Linked DNA regions of Lactuca sativa: region 1 is linked to region 2. The links are chromatin contacts, called in public Hi-C maps. All regions are on one chromosome and are shown on one strand. Each heading gives the region's core, a stretch centred on a gene start, on an enhancer-like site or on the middle of the called end of the contact. The rest is flanking DNA. Distances are from core to core; before and after follow the strand shown.

Region 1 (4,093 bases), core at 1,038-3,537, 210 kb after region 2:
TTTATACTGTATCATTCTATCTATCATTCCCAATAACATTACAAAATCGAAAGTGGGCAAAACCCCAAATGTATTCTCATAACTACTACTAAAACATAGATCAACAAAAAATTTCATAAAAGTGAAATCAAACTAAGCTACATTGACACCTATCGGATTAACAAGTTTCAGACCCCAACTCATATCCTCACAATGTCGAACATGAGGAACAACTTCACCAGTATCAATCCCACTTCTCTTTTTGCAATCAAAAAACGGTGGAGCATGAAAGCAAGGCTCAATCGACATGGCTTTAGTGCAAGCTGGATTTGGGGTTGTTTCATTCTCGGGTTTATTCAAGATCCATGGATTCAATCCTCCAAGACTTTGAGCTACATACCCAAAAGTTGACCATGAACTCGTAATCAACTTATCTGTTAAACTCAGTAAGTACATTTCTGCCCATGCTTTCCTGTTATGCATCTTCTTCCCCGTTTGTTGATACCCTTCATGACTCGGTTGAAAAACTTGAATCACTTCTCCTGTTACAGTCGGATTCTCCCAATACATGTCTCTTATCTTCTCAAAGTATCCCGAGCTTAGAGATGTTAAAATTACAGCTTTTGAGATTTGGTTTTTTGGTGTCACGGAAGATTCGTTTTGATTGATTTCTGGAAGAAAGTTGTTGTGTAAAGAACATGAGAGGATTTGATCGAGTACGTATTGAAATGGGCCAGGTCTCGTGTCAAAAACTCTCACTTGGATGCCGATTTTTTCATCTGCTTGTGATAGATATGAGTTGTAGTATCGTGTTATGAGACCCCAGATTGGATTTCTTGGGAAGAACAGATATCTACCTAAAAAATGGAAAACCGTTTGTTGATCTGGGAAGAGGGTGAGTAGTTCTTGTTCGAATGATGGCATTAAGAATAGAGATGGGATGAAATAGTTGTCGGATTTCATGATTACCCATGGAACGTTTTGAAGAAAGCTTTGATCTTGATCGCAGAAGAAAAGCTTGTCGTTAGCATCGTAATCATGAACCAGATGAAGATACACATACCCAGATGATGAAGATGATGACGACGATGAATTGTTTGAAACTATACTACCGAAACACTCAGGAGATTTCTGATTCAAGCTTTTGAATTGATCATAGATTGGGAAATCGAGAGGGAGTAGCCATGAGACTTCAGGGAAAGGTTCGCAGAAGAGATCATCCATGTCAACTCCTCGATCAATAAGTAAGACTCGATCTGTTAAAAGGGCGTAAAGAAAAGCCGAACCCAATGTCAAGATTCTGTTCCCGAGTCCACTGAACGAAACCCAGATCAGATACTTGCAATCTGAAGCTTCTTCTTCGATCATACCATTTGATCTTAGTTTTCCTACAGTTTTGTTGTATGATTCTGTATAAGGTCCACAACGTTTATGAAGAGCTTCATATCTTCGTAGCTTCGAGATTAGAAAAGAAGAAGGTTTATAAGGTGATTCTTTACGATATGATGCTGATTCGTATCTACTGAGGCAAGAATCTTGATCGAATCGACTGGAAAGAAGCCCACCAAGTAGCTTGTCTTCGTGCTCAAATCCTGCAGAATGTAGCTTCTTTTTGTGCTTCACAAACGACTCCATTGGATCATCTTCTTGACCAAAATCTATTACACACAAAAGATATCGAAAATAAGAAAACTGTGTGATATAGTTGGATTTGATCATTGAATTCAAAGATAATGTAATAATGCAGAAGGAAGTAGATAGAAATGAATTTTGATTAATACCTCTGGGAGATGCCATATCATTATCAAGAACTCGAGCATCAGCAACAGCCCAGATGCTATTTGGTGAAGAATCCTTCAAAATGATGGAAATTGAGAACAAAACTGAAAGACCCATCAAGCAAACAACAAAACACCCCATTAATTTCAAAGGATTTAACCCAAATCTCGTCTGTTGATCCCGGGATATATCGCCGCCTCCGAGATCGGAAAACTTGGGTGGATCGCCGTAATTTTTGTTCAATCTTCTCATATCTGGCTACAGGTGCGAGAAGAACGGTGAGCAATGAAGTCAAAACTGCAGACTTATAATCAGTGGCTTCGTTTTGTAGAGCAAATAGTTTGAATCGATGAAGTGTGTGGAAAAGGTGTAAGTGTGTGTGTTTGTTGATGAATCGGAGGAGTTGATTCCGATTGTAGTTGTTTTATGGTACTACGAATCGACAATATTTGGGTTTGACGGTGAGTGTTGGATGCATCGGCATCAGAGGACATAGATTGTCGGTGACACCTTCGATAATCGAATTTGATTCATGGAATTTGGGTCGAAATATCTTGGGAGTTAGGCTTGAGCCCAAAAGAAGAGATGGAATTTCAAGAAACAAAAATTACAAGCCCACATTTTTTCAATATTCCATGTAGGCATGGCAATGGAGTGGGTTTTGACCCTGATTCGATCCAAACCCTTAACAATTATATGGGTTTGGAGCATAGTTTTTGATCTGTTTACCCATTAACGACCCGTACCCGCTAACCATTTTATTAAAAGGGTCGGGTATGGATCATCATCGATCCGCTCCGTTTATAACACGCCCCATATAAATTTTAGAAATATAAATTTATATTTTATATTACCTAAAGTTTACATTAAATTCCAATCAGTAGTCCAAAGAGAAAAGCTCAAAGACTAAATTGTTTTTACATAGGACTCGAGGACTCAACTTCTAGACTTCCAGTCTTCTTCCAAGAGTCATGATTTCAATTCATTTATATTTCATCATGTAATCACCAATTTCATTTATAAATCAATAAGGTCATTTATCAACTGAAAGAAATTTTGTAATTGCTATTCTCTATCAATGCAATCGACGATCAAAAACCGATTGGAAGTAACTAAAATAAGGATTTTAATTCCAATAGAAAGTCTTCGAATACATAATGTGTTTTCTAAATCAAAACTTAGTTTTATATAATAAATTTGATTTTATGATTTAAGTAAAATGTGTTTGATTATTCAAAAAACTTACGGGTTACGGGGCGGGTTTGGATATCTGCTGATTCGGTGGATAAGGGTATGAGTTTGATTATTCAAAACCCTGCGGATTACGGAGCGGGTTTGGATCGGATTTTGAAATTTGTTAAAAGAGTTTGGATCAAGGTCGATTCGCTCCAAACCCGCCCCATTGCCAGGTCTAATTCCATGGTATTTTCAAATCTTCAATCTTATAATTTCAAAGTCTTAAAATTCGCATTGGACAAAGTGAAAATTTTTAATAAAATACAACCGACTCCTAAATCTATAGATGTAATTTTCAAAAAAATAATTTTATCATAAAAAAAGTTTAACGATAGAGTTTGTAGAGTTTGTTGTCGTTTATCTTATCACTCGTTGTATTGTGATACTAATTTTTATTAAAAAATTTCATGTAAAAAAATGGAAAAAATAAAATCCCAAAGATTGAAAAATACATGGAGGTGATGCTACTTTCTATGCGGCTTCAAAACAAGTGTATTTGATATATCATTATTATTATTTGAGTAAGTTAGTAGATAAACTAACCGATCCGAATAAATTAATTCAACACGCGTAATTTCTTTTCTGTCGATAATTATATGTAAATACAACAATAAAATAAATTATTCGGTAAATACGATTGATGCAGTTTTATTATTTTTATTTTGGATAATGTCATAAAAAGTCTTAAATTTGGCAGAAAATGTCGGTTTTACCTTTTGACAGATTTTTTGTCGATTTTGCCCTTTTTACCTGTAATAGCAGGTTTCCAGATTACAAATGAATTATTTTTTGAGAAAAAACCCTTAATTTTACAAATATTTTGCAAAAAACCCTTGAGATTATAGACATATAAAATATAAATATATATTCAAAATTTGATAAAACTAAATAGCTTTTTAAAATTTAAATGTCAAAAGTTTATATCAAACTAATATAAGTTTTACTGTATTTATATTATAAACCCAAAACTGAAACATATTTTTAGTTTTACGTATGGTAAATTTTATATTGGTTCGATATAAACTTTTTATATTTAAATTTTAAAAAACTTACCTAGTTTTATCAAAATTTGAATATATTCCTTACTTAATACTTAAAC
Region 2 (4,106 bases), core at 469-2,968:
TTTTATATAGGAAAGCCCATTTCGTAGTCAAACCAATTCATTCCATAGTCAAACTTAAAAAAAAAAAAAAAAAAAAAAATTGCATCATTTCGCAGATAGGATCAGAGGATTTCGCAGATGGGACCTTCTCCATCTGCGAAATTACCCCTATTTATACCGAAAAAATTTAAAAAAAAAAAAATTATCATCTGCGAAAGTACAAGTGCCTGAAGCACAACTGTGCTTCAGGCACTTGTACTTTCGCAGATGAGAAGCCCATTTCGCAGATGGGACCTTCTCATCTGCGAAATGGGTGGCTAAATATGTAATCTCGATTTTTTTTGGCTATTTTTGTAATGCAATTAGTGTAATTGGCTATTTTTGTCATTTTCTCTCTCTCTCTCTCTCTCTCTATATATATATATATATATATATATATATATATATATATATATATATATATATATATATATATATATATATATATATATATATATATATATATATATATGCTTTTTTCAGTATATTATGATTAAAGAAATTAAAACATTCATATTTCGGTCATAATTTTTTCTTGTAAGAAAAAAAAATCTAAAAAAATCAATTTTTTTAACATTTAATCATTTATAAAATGAGCATAAACACACAAATTTGTGATTTTTTTTTTATTTTTATAAAATCAAAAAAAATTCAAAAATCACAAAAACGAGAAGGATACTTGTATTCATTATATTAGTGACTTTATATAAAGAATTTTTTAAAATAACTTTTTGAAGTTTTTATATTTGAACTTTAATAAATATTAGTTTTTATAAAATCATAAAATATAAAAAATATTTTTTTCATCCAAATTAAGAAAAAAAAACAGATGAATGACTTTTTCATTTTACTATTTTAGTGAGTTTGTGAAAAATAAATTAAAATTGTTGTTGTTTAGGTACTTACAGTTTGTTTCAAAGATTCCAAGTTTTTATAAAAATTAAAAATCAAATATTTAGTTTAAAAGTTAAAAAACTAATAAAACAAAAACAAAAAACAACAATTAAGTTCAAAGATGTATTAAAAATTAATCGTCAGTCGTGCTCTACGAGGGTGTCCCGGAACTACGTTCCGACAGTCAACTTAGTCTCCAAAAGAGAGATGGATATGTGAGTTGGTACGTCGTCATACTTTTAGATTTGACATGGTTCTGAAGAAAATATTCATTATATTATAATAATATAACTTGGATGGATATGTGTTCTTTTTGTTTATTTTACATTTTGACAAATAACTCTAAATTTAAAAATAAAAATATTAAATGATATATTAATTAAAAATTTGTTAGATACTACAAAATATTTTATTTTTAATTAAATAAACATCCTTTGGATAATACAAAATTGTTAATTGTTGAGCTTTTAATAAATAAAATTAATATAGTAATGATAAAGTTTAATCATAGAAACTATAAAATATAAATGTTTAAATTAAAAGCTTGATATACTTTGAGGGGTAAATAAGTAAATAGAAGAATCAATTGGGTGATGCTAATAAGACACCCTTAGACATGCTAATGACCCTTTTATAAGAAGTCAACCTATAATTAACTACTTATAAGTAGTTTTTTTTGCAAAACAATGTAATTTCAACCAATAAAAATATCAAAATTTAATTAGCATGTTTGTATGATAAAATGAAATGTCTTTGTAGCCAACCCTTATACTGATGATGAAAGGAAGACAACAATATTAAAATAGATGGTGAAGGAGAAGAAGTGCTCTCTTGGTGAAGTCCATACAGTTACCTTTCAAGTGGGTCAAAAGTATAAAGGTAAAAAGGAAATTAAGGACAAAGTCAACAAACTTGCCACTGAGACTAGAAGGAATCTTGGGTTCAAGAAAAATGACAAAACAAGGCTTAAGGTTGTGTGTAAAGGTAATGTACCTAATGTAAATGCAAGTGAGGTAGGTAAGGATAATAAAGTGAATTGATCTTGATCAATGCAGACTTTAAGGTCAAAAGATAGTGATTATTGGTATGTGAAAACTTTACTGTACAAACATACTTGTGTTCAAACTAGAAAACTTAGGGCTTGCACTACGAAGTATATATCCACAGAAATCTTAGACATGGTCGAGTCTAACCCTACTGTACCCCTTCGAAGCATTCCAGACCAAGTTCAGAAAAGGCTTCAAGTTGGTGTGTCCATACACAAAGTACAGAGGGCAAAAGCAACAACTACAAAGCAAGTGACTGGTGACTACACAAAGCAATACATGGTGTTAAAAGATTATCTTATGGAACTACAAGAAACTAATGTGGATACAACTGTGAAACTTGAGGTTGTTAATGAGCCTAACAATGCTAGAGAAACAAGGCAGTTTAAAAGGGTGTATATTTGCTTAGGGGCATTAGATAAAGGGTTTAAAGCAGGCTTAAGAGATATTCTCGGACTAGATGTTGTTTTTATGAAAGGACCATTTCCAGGCCAAGTACTCACTGCAGTTGGATTGGATTCAAACAATGGCATATACCCACTTGCATATGCCATTGTTGAGACTGAAAATATGAGTAGCTGGAAATGGTTTCTAGAATGCTTAAGATATGACTTAGAGTTGTACTCAAATTCTAACTTTACTTTCATGAGTGATAGACAAAAGGTACTATTTACTTCGTTTTGTATAACTAATAGTTCATTTGTATATGAATGTTGGAATGATTATGTGGGATAATCTTTTACAGGGACTCTTACCTGCTATTGCACAACTATACCCACAAGCTAAGCATCGTTTCTGTCTAAGGCATATTTATGAAAAAATGAGGAAAAATGGAAAACAAAAGAGTATAAAGATCACTTATGGCAGTGTGAAACATCAACCACAGTACCAGAATTTGAACACTACATGAATGAACTTGGCAAGTTTGATAAGGATGCTTTTGAGTGGTTGAAGAAAATCCCCCCTCACCATTAGGCCAGAAGCCACTTTTCAGGTTATATTCCCTACCTTAGGTGAAGCTTTACTAGTGCTCATTGCATTTGACTTATTTGATATAATGTTCTTATTTAATACAGGCAGAGCAGGATCAGATATATTGCTCAACAATTTGTGTGAGGTTTTCAACATTAAGCTTATTCACGGTAAGAATAAGCCCATCATAAGTTGTCTTGAGTACATCAGGCAGTACCTTATGAAGAGGATCTGCAATGTGAAGAAAGTGATGTCTAAAGCTCCAGGTCCACTCACTCCAACATCATCAAAGTTACTTGAGAGAAATGGGGAAGCTTCAGTCCAATATAGGCCTAGATGGAATGGGACTGCAAAGTATGAAGTTTATGGTCCTTGGCATGACCAGCATGTGGTTGACATGACAAATATGTCATGTACATGCAAAAGGTGGGAGTTGAATGGGATTCCATGCAGACATGCCATAGCTACAATACATGAAATGGCTGATAGTGGAGACAAAGTTGGGGAGCTTTACACTTATGTCAACAAACTGTATTGGCTTCAAACTTGGAATGAGGCTTAATCTTACACTGTGGACCTTATAAAGGGTAAAGCCATGTGGCCAAAAGGTACTTGTCCATTTCAATTAACACCACCACCACATCACATTCAACCTGGAAGACCAAAGACCAAGAGAAAGAGAAGTGTAGATGAAAAATATGATAGTCAGATGCATAAACATGGTGGAGGTGAACCTGAAAAACTCACCAGAAAGTTTTTTAGTGTCAAGTGTGGGACCATCCGAATTAAATTTCTCAAGTGTGGTTTGAGGTTTATGATGAAGAGATATAGATATGTGGGTCTAATAACTTTTTTTAAATATATAAAAAATAAGTACATAAATAAGAAAATTAATTAAAAAATAAATTAATAGGGTATAATAGTCTTTTTAGGTAAGACAGAGACAAAACGCATAACAAAAATAAACAGTGGGACCATCCGAGTTAAAAAAAATAAGTTAGGTACCAAAAACATAAATTCTCCCAAACCATAAAGACCATTTGTGTAATTTATTTTTAGTTTTCGTTTTGTTGATATTTGGGTTTTGTACACATTTAGATAACGAACTTTTTGAAAATGTTCATATCTAGGATTTAATCTGCTATAACAAGTCATAATGGTCATATGTAAACATTT

Evidence for each region. Hi-C and Micro-C count contacts between places; a contact is called where the count stands out from the background.
Region 1: a Hi-C map of leaf shows a contact between it and region 2, with 7 times the contacts expected there. The contact joins the promoter of LOC111877750 here to the promoter of LOC111877739 in region 2. A contact is called at or near these places in 2 of 4 Hi-C or Micro-C datasets (both in leaf).

Annotation. Positions count from the first base shown.
Region 1 is chr4:202,004,565-202,008,657 of Lsat_Salinas_v11, forward strand. LOC111877750 (galactoside 2-alpha-L-fucosyltransferase) reads right to left here and starts at 2,288. Exons shown (of 2, transcript XM_023874255.3): 1 at 1,761-2,288; 2 at 15-1,637. The coding sequence starts at 2,010. The coding sequence ends at 133.
Region 2 is chr4:201,793,085-201,797,190 of Lsat_Salinas_v11, forward strand. LOC111877739 reads left to right here and starts at 1,719. Exons shown (of 4, transcript XM_023874248.1): 1 at 1,719-1,925; 2 at 1,968-2,621; 3 at 2,704-2,803; 4 at 3,035-3,492. The coding sequence starts at 1,719. The coding sequence ends at 3,492.